6 separate regions of the Sus scrofa genome follow, and all the other regions are linked to region 2. A link is a contact called in public Hi-C and HiChIP or PLAC-seq data. All regions are on one chromosome and are shown on one strand. The core of a region is the stretch at or near the end of the contact, and the rest is flanking DNA. Distances in the headings are between cores, read along the strand shown. Region 1 overlaps ZMIZ1 (zinc finger MIZ domain-containing protein 1). Region 2 overlaps LOC106506054 (a long non-coding RNA gene). Region 3 overlaps ZMIZ1 (zinc finger MIZ domain-containing protein 1). Region 4 overlaps ZMIZ1 (zinc finger MIZ domain-containing protein 1). Region 5 overlaps LOC106506054 (a long non-coding RNA gene). Region 6 overlaps ZMIZ1 (zinc finger MIZ domain-containing protein 1).

Region 1 (2,700 bases), core at 71-2,570, 150 kb after region 2:
TCATCATCAACATCATCTTCTGGGCTGATGGGTACTATATCCATGAGATGAGAGCCCGCTCCCCTAAGTGGGCTCCTCCTGATTATTTGTAACTTCCACTCCTGCCCCTCGCTGCCCCCTTTTTGTCCTTTTGTCCTTTTCCCCCAGTACTTCTCTCCCACATTTCCTAAGATCCCAGGAAGTTCAGCCCTACCTGGCCTCATGTTGTCACCTGCATTCCTGCCTTATCCATCCCATCCTTTGGAGCTGGGCCCAGGATTTATCCTGTTCCCGCTACAATCCCTCACAGATGCCTCGCACACAGTAGGTGCCTGATCTAAGTTTGTTGCATTGAACGTTGATGGAGCCAAAGTCACCTCCAAGAGTAGCATGGCAATGACAAACCAGGCCTCTGGGCGCATCATCTCTTTAATAAAGGGGATGTCTGAGATGGGGCCCAAGCCACCCCCCCACCCCCGGGATCATAGCTTGTGACCACTCTGGCCTCCTTGATGTGGGGTTTGGGGGAGCTGGGGCAGCCCTGGGTGGGGCTGCTGCATTGGAAGATTTTTCAAAGCTGGTTCCTCTCTGGTCCTCTGCACTGTCCCTGTGTTGTGTTTGCCTGGGTCCTTTCCCCACCCCCACGGTTCTCTGTTAAATTGTGTTATTATATTTAAACAAATCAATTCCATTGCAGAGTTTTTCCTGTCCTAATGATGAGTTTGCAGCACAAATGCCATTGATTTCTCACAGCCCTGAAAACCAGTTGATGAATAGCACCGGGCTTGTCTTTGGAGAGGCACTTAGAGCAGCTCTGGGCAGCCCCCCTGCTCTCTGCCCATGCTGCCCCGCATCACCACCCCCAGCCCCACCTCCAGCCCACATTTCATGACTGCTGCAGTGGGTCAGAGGCTGTGTGTTGAAGGAGGACCTTCAGTGTCCGCCAGGAGTGGAATGTCATCACCAGGGGCCCAGTCCCTCGTGCTGGTGAAACAATCATAGTGGAGAATGTTATTGATTTTGGCCAAAGGCAGGAGCACAACTTACAGAGCAGAGAAGCGGGGCGGTGTGATCTTTGTCTTCCCTTACGAGTTCAGAGCGTGGTCCTGAGTGACAGCAGATAAGAGCTCAGGCAAAGCTCAGACACCGTTTCCAGACCTTGAGGGGGCTGCCTGGTCCCTGCTTTTCTAAAGGGGTGGTTCAGAGGTTAGGGAGCTGTCCCCACTGGAGAGTGTGAAACTTCCCTTTGTGAAATCCTTCCCAGCCTCCAGTGTCAAAGTCAGACCACTGCACTGGGCTTTGCCCTTCAGATCACTGCCAGGATCACAGCTTGTTTGAGCTTTGTACTGACCCCAGGGCTTGTGTGGACAGGAATTATTCTTCCCTACTTCAAGCCAGGCAGCCTGAGTCAAGGACAGTCACTGGAAAGGGAAGGTCAGCAGCCACACACGCCTGTGAGTTGGGCTTGGGTGAGGCTGGAGGGACTGGGGCAAATGGGAGTGCCTTCCTTACCCAAATCCCTAAAAGTTAACCCCATGACCACGAAACTATCCATCTGGGATGGGGCTGTGGGCTGAAGTAGCCATTGCCTCTCCCCCAGTCTAGTGCCAGCCTTTGTTTGGGGGACAAGAATGTAGCCTAGAGTTGGGAGTGGCTCTTCAAGGTCACAGCACAAGGCAATGGTGGAGCTGGGGTTTCAACCGGAGGGGAGGGGAGAGGCCTCTCAGGCAGTGCTGCTCCCCTCCCCGCAGCAGTCAGGGTTGGGGGCAGGGCGGGGCTCCATTGTAGGGGAAGACAGGCCCCTTGCTGAAGAGACCCAAGAGTGGCCCAGCGTGCCCCCCCTTCCCTTGGCCCTCTGAGTAGTCACCCTCCCTCCCTCCCCGCAGACAAACCTCCTGTCCCTCCTAATCAGGTTAGCCTCCTGCTCCATGCTCGCTCTGCTGAGCTGGACCAGCTGCCTCTAATGGCCTGTCGACCTGGCCCACTCCCTGGCTCTGGGGTGGGGGAGGGGAAGCTCAGAAGAGAAGTGAGTGGGAAGGGGCTGCCCACCTCCCTCGATTTAGATCTTTTCAAGGCTTCTAGGATTAAGTCCAAACCCTGAGCCTAGATTCATCCAAGATTCATCAAAATGAAGGTCTGCTTATTTCTCTAGTCTCTACTGCCCTGAAGCACTCTTTACTATAGTCAAAGGATGCTATTTCTTGCCTCCCTGCCTTTGCACATGCAGGGCCTTTTGCTACTTCCCACCATCTGAGAAAACTCCTATGCATCCTTCAAAACCCAACTCATCTCTTCCTCTGGGCCGCCTCTTCTCAAGACTTTTGCCTCTGTCTCCCACAGGATGCTCCACTGATCTGGAACTTAATCCCACTCTGTTTGAGTACATTATTCCTAGACCTACTTCCCCTTGAGTTTCGGGAAGAAAGAGAAAACGTTCTAGAAGAATATCCCTCAGGCAGCAACACAGAAAAGTACTCAGTAAAGAAATAAGGCTAGGAGTTCCTGTCGTGGTGTAGTGGAAACGAATCCAACTAGGAACCACAAGGTTACGGGTTCAATCCCTGGTCTCTCTCAGTGGGTTGAGGATCCGGCGTTGCCATGAGCTGTGGTGTGGGTCGCAGATGGGGCTTGGATTTGACATTGCTGTGGCTCTGGTTTAGGCCGGTGGCTACAGCTCTGATTAAACCCCTAGCCTGGGAACTTCCATTTACTGCGGGTGTG
Region 2 (2,731 bases), core at 202-2,701:
ATGACCAAGGTTGGCCTACTGCCCCCAGGGCCAACTCCCGGTCAAGGCCATAACCAATGCCATGATTCCAGGGCCAGGAAACCAAGTCCAACAAGCAGTGGGGCTGCAGAAGAGGGTGATAATGGGGAAAGGGCAGCAAAACTGCACCTTGCTTCAGCTTTAGGGAGATCTGGCCCTGAATGCAAATCCCCCACCCAAAGTTGGAGAACTGTAGGAGCTGGGCCAGCCCATGGAGAAGGAGCAGGACCAGAGATGTCAGGGTACTGGACCCAGCCAAGCAACTAGGGCCAGGGCTGGAGCTTGAGTCACGGCCATGCTCAGTCTCACCAACTTTCCTCCTGAAGGCTCAGCGGTCAGTACTGGTCCTGGGATGGACCTCTGTGAGGGTGTGTGGTTGCTGGGGAAGCCAGAAGATATGCCCAACCCCTGCCCCTGACTCTGACCCATTGCATGGACTCCTCTCTACACCAGAAGGCCCCAGAAGGTTTGGACTAGCTCAGGCCCCTTTCCTCGAGCTCAAGGGCTCAGGAGAGCCCCCAGAGGCAGGGCCCAGAGCGCCCTCCCCACAGGGGGGGCTCACCCAGCCTGGGCTCTGGTCAGACTCTGCTCTGCTTTGCTCTCGCCAGGCATGAGTCAGCGCCGGGAGCCTGCGTGTGGCCACAGCTGGCTGGACGCTGAGGCCAGCCAGGCCAGGCCCTGGAGGTCTGCTGGGGCCCTGGGGCCTCACTAATGGGAAGAGATGGCCCCGAATGACCCACAGGATCACACAAGGGAAAGGAAAAAGGCCCAAGTAGAAAACTAAGCACAAAGAAAGATCTCAAATCTTAAAGCGGCAGAAGCAGATTCAGAGTCAGAAAAATGATTACACAACAAACACACACACAGGCTACCAGCCCTGGCACGAACACACACTCATGTGTACCCCACACTCCACACACAGACACTCCACACGCTCACACACACATCCCACATATACCCGTCTTCACAGTGCCCTAGCGTCTGCAGCACATACCAGATATACACATGCAAGAGAAACCACATCAACAAACACACACACCACGCATGCGTGCACACACGCGCTCGCGCACACATACACACACAGCATTCCCAGAGGGTGAGCCCACACAGGGAAATCAACCCCACACAGCAGATGCTCACATGCCTGTCTGTGGCGTATGGCTTTTGTCAAACCCAAGGAAATCAGACTCACCACCCTCAGCATACGTGTACAGATAGGTTTGGGGACATTGGGTCACACGCTGTCTAACGGACTCGATGTTTCTGAGGGCTGTGCTCAAGGTCAGCCTGGTAACTGGGGTCCTGGGCACCCCACCCCTCGCCCACGGAGAGGGGAGCCCGCCCCTGCCCATCCCAGCCAGCCAAGCTTCTGCGCCCCGCCAGGAGGTCGCGGAGCAGAGCGCGGCCAGGAAGTCAGCCCGGAGTGACAGCTCCCCCACGCTGTTTGTTTATTCATGACTCATTCGTCTCCACAGACTGGCTCTTCTTTCTTTCGGGAGGAGGGGAGAAAGGAGCGGGAGGGAGGGAGGCGGGAGCGAGGGAGGGGGACGGGGAGGGGGCGAGCCAGACTCCACAATAAACAATGAGGCAGCTGAGCCGGCGGGCGGGGGAGGCGGCGCGGGTCGCGGCCCGGGCCGGGCCTGGGGGACAGGCGCCCCCCGACCCGCTGCCCGGGCTCTGCGCGCACGAGCCCCGAGCCTCCCGCTCCACCCGGCCCTTCCCATCCCCGCCCGCCCGCCTGCCTGCCCGGCCCGCCACCACCTCCCGGCGACCGGGCAGGAGCAGCCGTAATTGGATCCGCGCCTCCTCCTCCCAGCTCCCCGCCCCCAATCGGGGAGCCGGATAAATGCCGGGTACCTTGGCAAAACAGTCGGATCCAAACCTATTATTTGGCTAATGGGCTTCCCCCGTGCGGCTCCGCAACACCCCGCAGACTCCCCCCACTCCATTTCCCAGAGCCGGTCCCGCGCCCCTTCGCGCCGCCGCCTCCCCGCCCCGCTCCAGGAGGGGCTCGGCCGGGCCTCCGGATAACTGGAGGAAGCGCGGGGCCGAGGCTTCAAGGGCCTCATTGTTCTGCCTCGAGGGGCACATTGAAAATGCTCCAGGATTTGCTTCCTGTGAAAACAGCCTGGGAGGGAGGGGGCGATTCACGGTGGAAAGACATTATCCTCCTGGAAGCTGCCCAGATTACACAGGGAGAAAAGGGTTGTTTTGATTGTTGCTGGCTCTTTCTTTCCTTCTTTCTTTCTCCCTTTTTCTTTCTTTCTTTTTCCTTTTGGCCCTCCCCGCCTTTTGCTACCCTCCCAGGGCCCAAGATGAATCCTGAGGGCTGTTGAGCAAGTTGGAAATGTGGAGCTGTTTTCCGCATAAATAAGGCCAGTGAGCGATAGCACCAGATATAAAGTCTGATTCAGAGAAATTCTAAAGAACGCAGGGGCGATGAGGTGGGCAAATCCAAGAAACTCATTTCCCCAGCATGCCCTTCTGAGTCACATCTTGCACCATGAGGGGAAAACACATCACACCACAATATGTCACATGCCTGCTGCAGAGGAACGGCCTGGTGGGGGATGTAGAGCTCCTCCTTCCTGAGCCTGGGTCAGCACAGCCAGTCCCACTCAGGGCCAAGGTCAGCTGGGCAGAGGCAGGGATCAGCCTCACCACAGGCCCTGGGAAAACCTGGTTCTTCCGCTTTCTACCTGAAAGACCTTGA
Region 3 (2,720 bases), core at 79-2,578, 170 kb after region 2:
TGACGTTGAACTTACAGTGCAGGGAGGAACAGAGCAATGATACTAAGCACTCCAAACCCTCCTAAGCCCTTCTGTAGCACTCTGTGGGGATGCTGCTCCGATCGTGACCTACAGGAATTCACATTCACCATGACAGCATCTCTGTGAGGTCACTTTTCCATTATCCCCATTTCCAGAGGAAGAAACTGAGGCACAGACAGGTGAATCAGTCAGCCCAGGGTGGTTATGCAGGCATTGAACCAAAGAGCTGGCCCCTGAGTCTATGCTCTTGGCCACAGAGCTGCACAGCTTCTCATCACCCACCTCCCCAGCCTGGGGGCCCCAGCCTAAGCCCAGCTCAGTGTCAACAGGGGTCGCAGCGTTTTCCCAAAAGAGGGCAAAAGGAGGATCAAGATGCCAAGGTTAGCAGACCCAAGTCACCTTGACATTGGATAAGCTAACAGAGCCGGAGCCACCCTGAGCTCATGGATGAGCTGAAAGCTTATCAGCACCGGAGAAGACCGTAGGTCCAAGCAACCCAAGGCCCTGCCTTTATGGTGACAGCTCAGCCTCCAGTGGCCTTGGACACATTGCCGCTCTGAGCCTCAGCCTCTGCATCTGTCAAATGGGCCTTTCAGAGCCAGTGGCATAAGGAGCTATGAGGAGTTGTTGAGATATTGTGAACCCAGTATCTGATTCCTGTGGCCCCTTGATGGCAGTGTGAATTTCCTTCCCAGGGCATCAGGCCACAGGGACGGGGACATTCCTGGCAGCAGGATTAGGGTAGGCGAGGTACAGAGGTGGGAGCTGACACATTACAGATCAGAGGCAGGCTGGGGCTTTGAACATGAGGCTGAAGAATTAGTGCCAACCTCGTAGACAATGGGGAGTCACGGAAGATTCTTGGCCGGTGGGGGGGTGTAATGCCTTCTCGGGCATTCGTGAAATAAACGGGTAGCAGGAAAACCTAATATGCTTTGCCAGGTGTGGGGCCCTGATGCAAAGGGTGTCACGTGGCTAAGAAAGTTGGCCCTGGTGGGTGTCAGCGCCAGCTTTCCTCCTGTCCACAGGGTGCTTGGTCCACAGGGTGCTGGCCAGCACAGGCTGGGAGTGTGCAGGGCACTGCAGGGAGGGGCAGGGCTAATTAATGCCTCTTCCTCTGCGTGTAGAGTCCCCCCTTCTCGGGTCGTCTGGGCTTCCCACCCAGCCCTGGGTGGGGCGCCACCGCTCCTTCCTCCCTCTGTGGCTCTCTGGTCCTAAATGGGAGGGGACTCCAGAGGGTGCAACAGGCTGTGGAGTGTAAGCCAGGGTGGGGACGCTGGCGGTGGGTGGAGTCACGGGATGGGTGGCCATGAGTCAGGAATTGCTGGGCCTGTGTGTCATCTGGCTGCGTGCTGCTCTGGCTTCCCCGCATCTGTCTGCCTCATCTCTCCCACCCACGGCTGCGCCTGTGGGCTGCTCTGCTGAGGCCACAGGGCTCTGTTTCCAAGAGCTCCAGGCCCACGAAGGAGCAGTCATGGGAGCTGGGCTCCGGGTCCCAAGCTCCCCTGACACGCAGGGTGACTTTGAACATGCCTGCCCTCCCTAAGCCACGGTTTCCCCGACTGCAGAGTGAAGGTGAGGCTGGCCGGGATTCCCAGCTCCTGCCGAAAGCGAGATCCAGGGCAGCTTTGAAAGGCAGCACACCCCAGACCAGTTAAATCCCTGGGGCAGGGCCTGGAGCCTGGGCAGGAACCTCTGGTCTGGATGGGCCTCTTGACACGTGATCTCTCCCCACTCTCCACAGCCCCCAGGCAGCATTGTGGACCAGCATATGGATTCTGGAGTCCAGGGCCTGCACTGAATCTAACTTTGCCACTTTCTAACACTGTGGGCAAGTGACTTCATGTCTTGGAACCGCAGTTTCCTCATCTGTGAAATGGGGATGATGTTACCACTTTATAGGATTGCTGTGGGGACTATTGGGTTAACCGGCATAGACAGCCTCTGTTAGAGCCGGGCCTAGGATGGCTGTGGTGAGCACTGTGCAAGTGTCAGCTGCTCTGTTCTCTGATCTAAATCTGTTTTCACACCACCCCTCCCATAACTGCTCATCCATCCATCCAGCAAACATTCTGGGGGCAAACCCTGTCCTGGCTGCTATGGGCAACAAGACAACACTCATTGTGGGGGCTGACCTTGCCCCCCTCTTTTTAGCCCATCCAGGGGTCCAGTCCCAGACAGCAGGTTCTCTCAGTCCCAAGGATTGATGGGCAGGTGGGGAGTGGCTCCCCCAAGAATCCCACCAAGTTGCTAGGCTGAGGGAGCCCTTCTTTCTGAAAGGACGCAGAGACCCCAGACTCACGGGAGAAGGAAGAGCATCCTAGGCTGGTCCTGACAGCCTCAGCTGGGAGGTACCTGGAGAGTCCTCAGTGCCTCCTGGTGAGGACCTGGGGATGCGCTCTGGGTGTGTGATGGCTCAGACCAGGCTGGGCACTGAGGCTGCCCAGGAAGTCAGGAGCAGTCAAGTAAGCAGTGTGTGGAACAGAATAGGGAACCTCACAGCCCATCGCAAGACCCGGCCCATCCTCCATCTCCTAGCAGCCTTCCAGCATCCTGGGACATTAGGCAGGCATTGTTCATCCCACTTTGCAGATGAAAGATGGAGGCTTCGAGGGGTCAGGAGGCACTTGCCCCGGTCAGGGAGGGTACATGCCAAAGATAGGTCTCGTGTCACCTCAGTGTTAACAAAATCCAGTGGG
Region 4 (3,007 bases), core at 395-2,894, 130 kb after region 2:
GTCGGAGGTGGGCTTATTGTCAGAGCAGCTACAGCCCATCCTCCACCCCCATAATCATCAGATGCTGGGACAAAGTGACACAACCCCCGTTCCCGGGCCATACTCCAGTCACCCATCATGCTCACTTAACTCTGTCCCAGACTTTGGGGACAGCCCCATGTCATGGGAGAAGCCCAGTCGAGAGTCAGACAGATCAGGGCACCAAACCCAGGCTCTGTCCCCAGCATGTGGGACACTTTCCTTCTGCCTTTCCCATCCTCAGCATTTTCTCATTTGCAAAATGTTTTAACAACAGCCACCTCATGGGGTTGTAAGAATTAAAGGAGTACAAACTCTGCTAAATAAGTCAAGGCCCTGGTTTCCCAATCTGTAAAATGGTAATAATGACTCTTACTGGCCATCTCACAGGACAGTTTAAGGATCAGATGAGAAAAGGGCTCAGCAAAGAGGGTGGGGTGGTATCCACAGCGTGTCTTACTGCTTTCTGGGTACATGGGGGTGGGTGCTGTGTGTGGTCCGGGTCAGACACTCCATCTGAATCCCCAGCCGCCCAATTCAGCCCAGGGACTCGGGCACATTACCTCATCTGCATCTGCATCTCTAGGAACCATGGCTTCCTCTTTTTCCAGGCCAGGCATATTAATAGTAGGTGCCTCATGGTGCAGTGGAAGGATTCATGAGAAATGTGTGTTGAGCTTAGCACAGAGCTTGACACAAAGCAAATGCCCAAGTCAGCAGTATTTGTTATTTTTGCCAGTCTTATTGCCACACAGATGGACACTAAATTCAGAAACACAGGTGAATGGTGTCTTGACCTTATATTATAATAGGTCTGTGTTTCCAGACTTCATGTCCATCAGTCCCCACCCCAAAGGAGTCCCGGCCAGCCTCTCTTCAGGGCCACTTGAAGGGGCTGTGGTGAAATTGCACCCCAGCCTGCAGGATGATACGTCTGGGCTGGAGCTGGTCAGGGCTGACCTCTGCTGGCTCCTAGGAATGAGGATGCTGGCCCCCACAGCCACTTAGCTCGGCAGTGGGAGGCCAGCAGGCACCTCTCTGTGTCTGAACTGCACCCTCACTGGCCTGAGACCCTGAAGGGAGGCCAGTGAGCGGGACTCGATGTTGCACCTGAGCCAGGTGAGGCCTGCAGATGCTTTCCCCTGCTGGGTACAGACAGAGCCCACAGGCAGCCCCATCACCCGTGGGCTCCCTGACCTTTGCCCCACCTCAGCCCAGCTGATGGGGTCCAGGAGAGGGGCAGAGTTCCCATCTTGCTGAAGGAATGAGCCCCTGTGCCCAGGTCAGGGCTGGCAGACATTGCCAAGGCTACAGGTGCTCAGAAGTGGCAGGCCAAGGTGGACCCAGATAGGCAGGGCAGAGAAGAGGCAGGCCAGGCTGGAGCCAGCCCTCAAAGGACAAAGGGACTTAGCTTGCTAAAGGGACAGCATTCCAGAAGGACAGAAGTGTGTGGCAAAGGTTTGGAGTCTTTCCTGGGGAAAGACATGCCCTCTCCCATAAGACATCTGGGCTGCTCTGGTCCAGATGGCCTCGGCTCTCAGTGACCAGTGGCTGTGGGGTGAAGCAGATGGCCAGTGGGGGGAGGGGGCGGGGCCACCCTCAGGCCTGAGCCAAAGAGAGGCCAAGTGGCCCACACAGGCCAGAGCCTGAGACCTTGGCACCAGCCACACGGAGCTCTCAACTGGAGAGTTAATGATTCATTTGTGGCCAATTTCTGCTGGCCTTTGCCTGGAAATTCCCAAGCCAGCCCCTTCTCTCGGCTCTGGGAGCTCCACGAGTACATTCTCATTTACACTTGGCCGAGGACTTCTCACCCACTCTCCAGGGAATGGTTTTTAAAATGACAGCAGTAGCAATGCAGGTTAGCCCTTAGGAGGAATTGCTTCTGGCCTGCAGGCTGGAGGCTGGGATGGCTGTTTGACTGCAATAAAGTTGGAGGCCCCTGTCTGACCCCCCCGGGCAAGTGCAAGTGGAAGGAACCCTCTTTGTGTCCATGGTGCCCTCCACTTAGTTCAGAGCACATGTGAACAGTATCCAGTCTGGGGTAAATGTAAAAAGTGTCGCAACAGTTACAAAGGGGGAAATAGAGCTTGACCCAGAGCAGGACTTGGTTGCACAGAGAGAGAGCAGTACCATACGCCAAGTCCCTGGGGCATGAAAGTACAGAGAAAGTTGAGTGATTGTGCTATGGCTGGAGTGCAGAGCCTGTGAGAGACTCCTGGAAGTTTGTACACAGCACACAGGTGAAGGGTTTTGTAGACTTGGGAGTTTGACAGTGGGAGGTGCTCACAGTGGGGAGTCAGGGCTGCTACCCAAGCAGGACAGGTGTGTTTGATTTGGGTTTGGGGGTCATTGGCTCATTCATGTCTGGATTCTGCTGGTCAGCAAACCTTCCTCGACAGCCCACTCTGTGCCAGCTCAGGCCCAGGCCCTCCACCTGTGTGGAGGTGGACTAGAGGGAGGAGATCTCACATAGAAATCCAGGTAGGGGCAACAGGAGCCCAGCAGAGCCGCGTGCCTTTGGCAGGAGTATGGGTTTGTGCAGAGGCCGGGGCCTGACTGATGACTTTTTCAGACTCTCCCAGCCCTGTTAGCCCAAGTCTTCGGGTCAGTGTGGCGGAGGTGTTGAGGTAGTCTTGAGGAACTGCATGTTCCTGGCAGACTGTGGACAGACAGCCTGGAGGTTACCCCTGTCGGTAAGATCACGTGGTCTTATCAAGTCCAAGTGTGTATGTCGCTCTGCACCTGAGCACAGAGGCCAAGGTTGATGACAGTTCTCAGGGCCCCCAGTCCTGGCTGGCTGCACATATAACCCGCCATCTCTCGCAGCCTCCTGCAGATTTAAGAATATTGTCCCCAAACCAGCCAAAAAAATAGAGCAGCCTGATCCTCCAGGTTGAGAATTCCCAGGCTTGGGGAGGGGGCTGCCTTTATGTCTTTTCGACTTTGCAAATTTAATTTCTTCTGATTATTTCTTGACAGTCCCAGG
Region 5 (3,082 bases), core at 504-3,003, 160 kb before region 2:
TGGCTCCAGCCTGACCCCCAGTCTCATCTACCCCTGCATCTGCCCTCCTGCGAATGCTCGGCCATCCCATGCCCCAGCCTCAGGCCACACCTGGCCCCCCAAGGCTCCCTCCTTTCCATGAGCACTGGATGGGTGCCCCTTGAGCCTGAGCACATGCTGTTTCCCTGCCCCTTTCCTCTGCACCGCTGCTCGTCAGCCTGACAACCCCTGCCCACCTTGTCTCTCCTTCAAGGTCTAGCTCTTTTGCTACCTCCTCTGTGAAGCCTTCCCTGATTGCCTCCTTCCAAGGCCACAGTGCCTAGGCCATCTGGTGTTTTGGCACTGCACCCACTGCCTTTTCCTGTTTATTTACTGAGCTGGTACCAGCACCAGACCCAGGCTCCAGAAGGGCTATCATTATTATGTCCCAGGGCCAACCATGTCTGTGAATAGTTGACTTGCAATCAGTTTGTTGAATGAACGAATGAATGAATCACTGTTTCCTCCAAGCAGAGCCTGCATTATTTTCATCAAACAAAAGTAATGCATGCTTGTCATGTTTTGCTGGCCGCCCCTCCAGCACTTTCATTAACAGTGGCTTGATTTCCTTCTGAAACTTGCCTCTTCCCTATTGTGTGTGGTCTTGGTGGAGGGGAATTCTAGTCTTCTGCCTCCCATTAAAAAAGCCAGCTCCCTACATCTCTTGGTCTGCTCTAGGGAGCAGGCACGTGTCCTGCCATCTCTTCTGGGACTTTGCATCTGCAGTGAGTGACGCAGGGTGTCAGCCAGGCTTATTGGTTGCTGGAAACAGCCTCCAACTTGGTCGGATGGGAGCAGGAAGGCGGGTTTATTCAAAAGGAGGTGACGTGACCCACAGACCCATGGGGAAGGATGAGAACCAGGCACAGAAACACACAAAGAGGTCAGGGCACAGCTGACCACAGCCAAATTGTCCTCATGAAGCCAGTGCAGTGAGGATACTGCTGCTGAATCACTAGGCACAGGGTGATACAACTTGCCAGGCACTGACAAGTGTTGCCCCCGAAAGTGGACTTTGCTTCTGCAGTTACTGTCTCCAACCTCCTGCACCAGCAGAGATATGCCTTGTCCCTGTTCCCTGGCCTTGCTTGCTCTTGGCTCAATGTGTGGGAGGAGCTCGGAGGTTGACCCATTCGGGGAGCTGCAAAGGATGCTGGGACCACAGGAATTTGTCACTCTCAGTCCTCAACAGGAGGCTGACTCTGTCGCTTCTCCCCCAGACTTTTTTTTTTTTTTTGTCTTTTTGCCATTTCTTGGGCTGCTCCTGTGGCATATGGAGATTCCCAGGCTAGGGGTCAAATCGGAGCTATAGCTGCCAGCCTACGCTAGAGCCACAGCAACATGGGATCCGAGCCGCGTCTGCAACCTACACCACAACTCATGGCAATGCCAGATCCTTAACCCACTGAGCAAGGCCAGGGATCAAACCCACAACCTCATGGTTCCTAGTCAGATTCATTAACCACTGTGCCACGAAGGGAACTCCTCTCCCAGACTTTTTAAGGTAGAGGATTTCTCAAGCCTAGGGAAGAGGGGTCATCAGATGATGGACAACCCACAAGAATGGCCAAAGCCACTGAACCCAGAGACAGCGGAGAAGATTAGAGGTCATCGGTTTCAGCCGTGGTGGCATGCAGACCAGATGTTTCCCGCTACCAGGTGGTGGCTGTGGTTCTTAATCCAGGCCCTTGGGAGAGGCCTGGGCCCCGGCCCCTCTCCAAGTCTGCTTTCTGGGCTCCTGTCACTTCTGTGAGCTCCCGACATCCTGCCAATAAATTCCTTTTTGCTTAAGTTAACCAGTGTTAGTGTCTGCCGGCTGCAGCCAAGCAACGCTAAGTGAAACCACATGTAAACATGAGTACGCGCTGCTTGTAAAACACTAAGGCAGCCCTGATAAGGGTGCAGGCCTCCTGACACCCCCCTCACCAGCATTCTTCCCTGAGGGAACCACGGGTATGAGCTGGATGTGTGTGTCCCAGAGTTTACCGGTCATGCTTCTACACAAATGTCTATAGCCCTAGTAAGTATTTCCCAGAAATAGTGTTCTTTGTCACTGTGCCTAGGGTGTCTCCAATTATAAGATGCTCCCTTGTTTTATGTGCTACCAAGAAGGGAAAAGGGGAGTTCCCATTGTGGCTCAGTGATAACAAACCTGACTAGAATCCATGAGGACGAGGATTTGACCCCTGGCTTCACTCAGTGGGTTAAGGATCCGGCGTTGCTGTGAGCTGTGGTGTAGGTTGCAGAGGTGGCTCGGATCCCGCATTGCTGTGGTGTAAGCTGGCAGCTGCGGCTCCGATTTAACTCCTATCCCAGAAACCTCCATAAACGGCAGATGTGGCCCTAAAAAGACCCCAAAAAGGGGGGGGGCGGGGGGAGGAGTTGTCAATGAAACTACGACTTGATGTTAAGATCTATCAGTTGTAAACCATATCTCGATGGGTGGTTTAAGATGTGAAAAGAGATGTGTGTGTTAGAATCCACGAAATATGGTCACAGCAACCACTAACCCATTTAGCCCTTACTCTGGGCCAGGCGTTCTCACAGGGACTTTGCTTGTATTAACTCAAGAAATCACTTACTCCATTCAATAATTTCTCAAGGTTGGAATATAATTATCCATGTTTTACAGATGAGCAAACTGAGGTAGAGAAAAGTTAAAACATTTGCCCAAGGTTACAGATCTAGTAAGTGACAGAACAAAGATTCAGAGAAATCCTGGGTTGAGAGATTGCTCTCTCAACACCAGTGCTCAGTCTTCTGTCCAAGTGTGAGTACATGTGTGCACCCGTCTGCGATTGTGTGTGTCTGTGTGTGCAGATGCACCTGAGTGCATGGGTACATGTGCACAGCCATGTGTATTTTTTTCACTTAAGGAGGATCATATTATATATACACTGTGCACTGAGCTTTGTTCATTCACACTCTCCTGGAGACCCTCCTGTCTCACTACCTAAGTTGCTCCGCCGTTCTTTCTAACTGCTGAAATACAGACCCGCCACGAGGCTTCCAGCCATTCTCGCCCTGATAGATATCAAGGTTGTTGCCATTTCTGACTCTGCCT
Region 6 (2,868 bases), core at 210-2,709, 210 kb after region 2:
GAGTGGCCCTAGAAAAGGCAAACACCCACCCACCCACACACAAAAGAATGGCTGGACAGCAGGGAACAGTGTGGAGGATTGGTTGAGCATGTCTGGACCCAGTGGGAAAAGTGCGTGACTGATTAGCCATGCCTGTTATGGGTGCAGGAGGTGGGGGTGGCGTCCCACACACCACAGCCCTGCCATTCCTGTGCTAGTTGGTCCTTGAAGGCTCGTCTAGCTCTGACTCTCCCACGGACATACCGTCCGCCCTGCCCCTGTCTGGAGCTCCTAGAGAATGCCAGGTGGGTGGATTTGGAGTCTTGAGCTGGGGTAGAGAAGGGACAGTGGAGAACACCTCTTTGTCTGAAAAGCTGGAGCTGTAAGAACATCTGCAGGGTATTTATAGCCTTCTGGAGGATACCAGCTGGTGGTCGGGAACCCTGGCTCCATCTCCAGCTTCATCTCACCCTGTGTCCTCCCAATGTCCTGAGGAAATTATTTCCACCCTCCCTCTTCCCCATTTCATGGTGCATGAACCTTTGGAATCGTAGGCCAGATCAGGGTCACTGCATGGGCACTTCTATTCTAGGGAAAGCTTGCGGTCCAGACCCAGCACCAGACAGCATCATGCTGTGACTCCCTGTCTCTGCACTGTCCTCAGGGTTATACAGCAGTGACAGTCACCTTTCTCACACACAGGGGCAGGGAAGGAAATGAGGAGGAAGCCTGCCACATTCCATGGAGAGCATGATGCAATAAAACATCATGAGCTGTATAACCAGACTGGGGCTCAAGTCCTGGCACTGCCACTTTCAGTAGTGTGGCACTGAGCAAGTCATCAGAACTTTCTGAGCCTCAGTTTCTTCTTCTATAGTATGGTAATAATAATTAGAACATCACAGTGGAATTCTGAGGCTTAAGGTGATATGAGTAGAGAACCTAGTATCTGGCACATATAGCTTCAATAGTTGCCGCTTTCTCTTTCCATGCCGAGGAAACAAAAAGCAGTGGTGGCATAGCCTTGGGGATGAGAGCAAATCTAGCAACCTTATCCAGAGCTGAAGCTGGCCCTCCTTCACCTCTGGGGGAGAGAAGCTGTCAGGGAAAGTTCCCTGTGAGGTCATGGATTTGGAGTCTAGCCAGAAGGTGGCAGGAGGATTTGGCCTCAAGGACGTAGCCTGGGCCTGCTAAGGTGTCACATGCCCCAGAGGGATGGGACACCCAGAGTGCAGATTCCCAGCTCAGGGTGGGTCGGGATATGTGTCAGGGCAACATCAACATTTTCTCCTAGATCAGCCAGCCTCCCTCTCTAGATGAACTCCTGTGCCCCTAAACAGGTTGTCAGGTATACATAGCTGTGTGGGGCTGGCCCTCAGGAAGCCCCCAGTCTGAAACACCCAGGGTACGTTGTGTTGTCCCTTTAACCACCATTGACAGTGGGGGTTCCCATAGGGTGGGTACTGGGAGATTGGGTCATGGAGAGAAGTAGGTCTACCCTTCCAGGATCCTCAAGTGTCAAGCCAAAGCCTCTGGGGCCAGCGGGTGCAGAGTCTTGGCCTAGGGGCATTCCCCGAGTTGAGGAGGGGGACCTGGTTTGGGACGAGCTCTTGTCCAAATCAGGATTTCCCTTTTCTGAACACTCTACCCTGAGCCACTTCACTTACTCAGCTCCTCAGCCCAGTGGGTTAGGGAAGGGATGCACCTTTCTGCCTGACAGATGAGAGCACAGGCTCCGGGAGATAAAGCGCCCCCCCCGCCCCACGGCCTCACAGCCAAGACGATCTGGCTCTCGGGACCCACCCCCTACCCAGGGACCTCACCCTGTGCAAGGCCACAAGCTGACCCAAGGGCCTGCTCCAGTTGCCCGGCCAAGAATGGGAAGCAGCTGGTCCTGGTCAGCTGCCTGGAGCTGCCTCTTCCCTCCTCCCCCCTCACGTTCTGTCCCTCTGCTTCTCCTCCTAACTTCCCTGGGGTAGGGCACAAAGTCACTCTGACTGTCTTTGCCTCACCACCACCCTCTTCCTCTGTCTCCAGGCAGTGTACCCAGTGTAGGCACCGAAGATTGGGTGTGGAAGTGTCACCTGCTGTGTGACCACAGGGAGCTGCTACATCTCTCTGAGCTCCTTTATCTCTCTTTTTTTTTTTTCTATTTTTTATTTATTTGTTTTTATATTTTTTAATTGTTATTTCCCCGATACAATTTTTTTTCTGCTGTACAGCATGGTGACCCAGTTACACATACATGTATACATTCTTTTTTCTCACATTATCATGCTCCATCATAAGTGACCAGACATAGTTCCCAGTGCTACACAGCAGGATCTCATTGCTAATCCATGTCAGGATGGCTGAGGGGTCTAAGGCACCAGACTCAAGCTTCTGCTTCCTTTATCTTTAAGATGAGAAAGGCATGGGATTCCTGTCGTGGCGAAGCGAAACGAATCCGAGTAGGAACCATGAGGTTGCAGGTTCGATCCCCAGCCTCGCTTAGCAGGTTAAGGATCCAGCGTTGCCATGAGCTGTGGTGTAGGTGGCAGATGCAGCTCGGATCTGGCATTGCTGTGGCTGTGGCATAGGCCAGCAGCCTGTAGCTCCTATTGGACCCCTAGCCTGGGAACCTCCATATGCCGTGGGTGCGGCCCTAAAGAAAAGCCAAAAAAAAAAAAAAAAAAAAAAAAAGATGAGGAAGGCATCAAACTACAGTGCTTTCTTAACCTCAGTCACTTTCTTCCATTTATACTGGTTAAGATGTTCCTTTAGTCTGTTTAGGTCTGCCATCCCTCCCTAATTTAATCCTATCCTAAATAATAATATCCACCAACTCACCAGTGATCATTGTTTTAGTCCACATCCTTCACTATGAAAATGTAAATGTCTTCCCACCTA

What was found. A called contact is a pair of places that touch in the nucleus more often than the background predicts. HiChIP or PLAC-seq counts read pairs in DNA pulled down with a chosen protein or histone mark.
Region 1: a Hi-C map of liver shows a contact between it and region 2, with 4 times the contacts expected there. The contact joins two enhancer-like sites. A contact is called at or near these places in 3 of 47 Hi-C or Micro-C datasets (liver, retroperitoneal adipose tissue and skeletal muscle) and 2 of 2 datasets of contacts at active chromatin or transcription factors (alveolar macrophages and skeletal muscle).
Region 3: an H3K27ac HiChIP or PLAC-seq map of alveolar macrophages shows a contact between it and region 2. The contact joins two enhancer-like sites. A contact is called at or near these places in 2 of 47 Hi-C or Micro-C datasets (retroperitoneal adipose tissue and skeletal muscle) and 2 of 2 datasets of contacts at active chromatin or transcription factors (alveolar macrophages and skeletal muscle).
Region 4: a contact with region 2 is called in an H3K27ac HiChIP or PLAC-seq map of alveolar macrophages. The contact joins two enhancer-like sites. A contact is called at or near these places in 1 of 47 Hi-C or Micro-C datasets (liver) and 2 of 2 datasets of contacts at active chromatin or transcription factors (alveolar macrophages and skeletal muscle).
Region 5: a Hi-C map of heart right ventricle shows a contact between it and region 2, with 1.6 times the contacts expected there. The contact joins two enhancer-like sites. A contact is called at or near these places in 3 of 47 Hi-C or Micro-C datasets (embryonic fibroblasts and heart right ventricle).
Region 6: a contact with region 2 is called in an H3K27ac HiChIP or PLAC-seq map of skeletal muscle, with 6 times the contacts expected there. The contact joins two enhancer-like sites. A contact is called at or near these places in 12 of 47 Hi-C or Micro-C datasets (alveolar macrophages, brain, embryonic fibroblasts and 9 more) and 2 of 2 datasets of contacts at active chromatin or transcription factors (alveolar macrophages and skeletal muscle).

Annotation. Positions count from the first base shown.
Region 1 is chr14:81,468,596-81,471,295 of Sscrofa11.1, forward strand. The region is part of intron 2 of ZMIZ1 (zinc finger MIZ domain-containing protein 1); the gene reads left to right. Among named protein-coding and RNA genes, the nearest start is that of ZMIZ1, 61 kb to the left of the region's middle. Within about 2 kb of position 1,321, at least 9 of the 83 cell types and tissues checked have an H3K27ac peak or open chromatin away from gene starts, as enhancers often do. A contact at or near this core is called in liver, where this site is marked.
Region 2 is chr14:81,316,735-81,319,465 of Sscrofa11.1, forward strand. All of the region lies in intron 4 of LOC106506054 (a long non-coding RNA gene), which reads right to left. Among named protein-coding and RNA genes, the nearest start is that of ZMIZ1, 91 kb to the right of the region's middle. Within about 2 kb of position 1,452, at least 73 of the 83 cell types and tissues checked have an H3K27ac peak or open chromatin away from gene starts, as enhancers often do. A contact at or near this core is called in alveolar macrophages, liver, retroperitoneal adipose tissue and 1 more, where this site is marked.
Region 3 is chr14:81,487,238-81,489,957 of Sscrofa11.1, forward strand. The region is part of intron 3 of ZMIZ1 (zinc finger MIZ domain-containing protein 1); the gene reads left to right. Among named protein-coding and RNA genes, the nearest start is that of ZMIZ1, 80 kb to the left of the region's middle. Within about 2 kb of position 1,329, at least 28 of the 83 cell types and tissues checked have an H3K27ac peak or open chromatin away from gene starts, as enhancers often do. A contact at or near this core is called in alveolar macrophages and retroperitoneal adipose tissue, where this site is marked.
Region 4 is chr14:81,445,812-81,448,818 of Sscrofa11.1, forward strand. All of the region lies in intron 1 of ZMIZ1 (zinc finger MIZ domain-containing protein 1), which reads left to right. Among named protein-coding and RNA genes, the nearest start is that of ZMIZ1, 38 kb to the left of the region's middle. Within about 2 kb of position 1,645, at least 19 of the 83 cell types and tissues checked have an H3K27ac peak or open chromatin away from gene starts, as enhancers often do. A contact at or near this core is called in alveolar macrophages, liver and skeletal muscle, where this site is marked.
Region 5 is chr14:81,157,453-81,160,534 of Sscrofa11.1, forward strand. The region is part of intron 8 of LOC106506054 (a long non-coding RNA gene); the gene reads right to left. Among named protein-coding and RNA genes, the nearest start is that of ZMIZ1, 250 kb to the right of the region's middle. Within about 2 kb of position 1,754, at least 12 of the 83 cell types and tissues checked have an H3K27ac peak or open chromatin away from gene starts, as enhancers often do.
Region 6 is chr14:81,527,087-81,529,954 of Sscrofa11.1, forward strand. The region is part of intron 4 of ZMIZ1 (zinc finger MIZ domain-containing protein 1); the gene reads left to right. Among named protein-coding and RNA genes, the nearest start is that of TRNAK-UUU, 73 kb to the right of the region's middle. Within about 2 kb of position 1,460, at least 5 of the 83 cell types and tissues checked have an H3K27ac peak or open chromatin away from gene starts, as enhancers often do. A contact at or near this core is called in skeletal muscle, where this site is marked.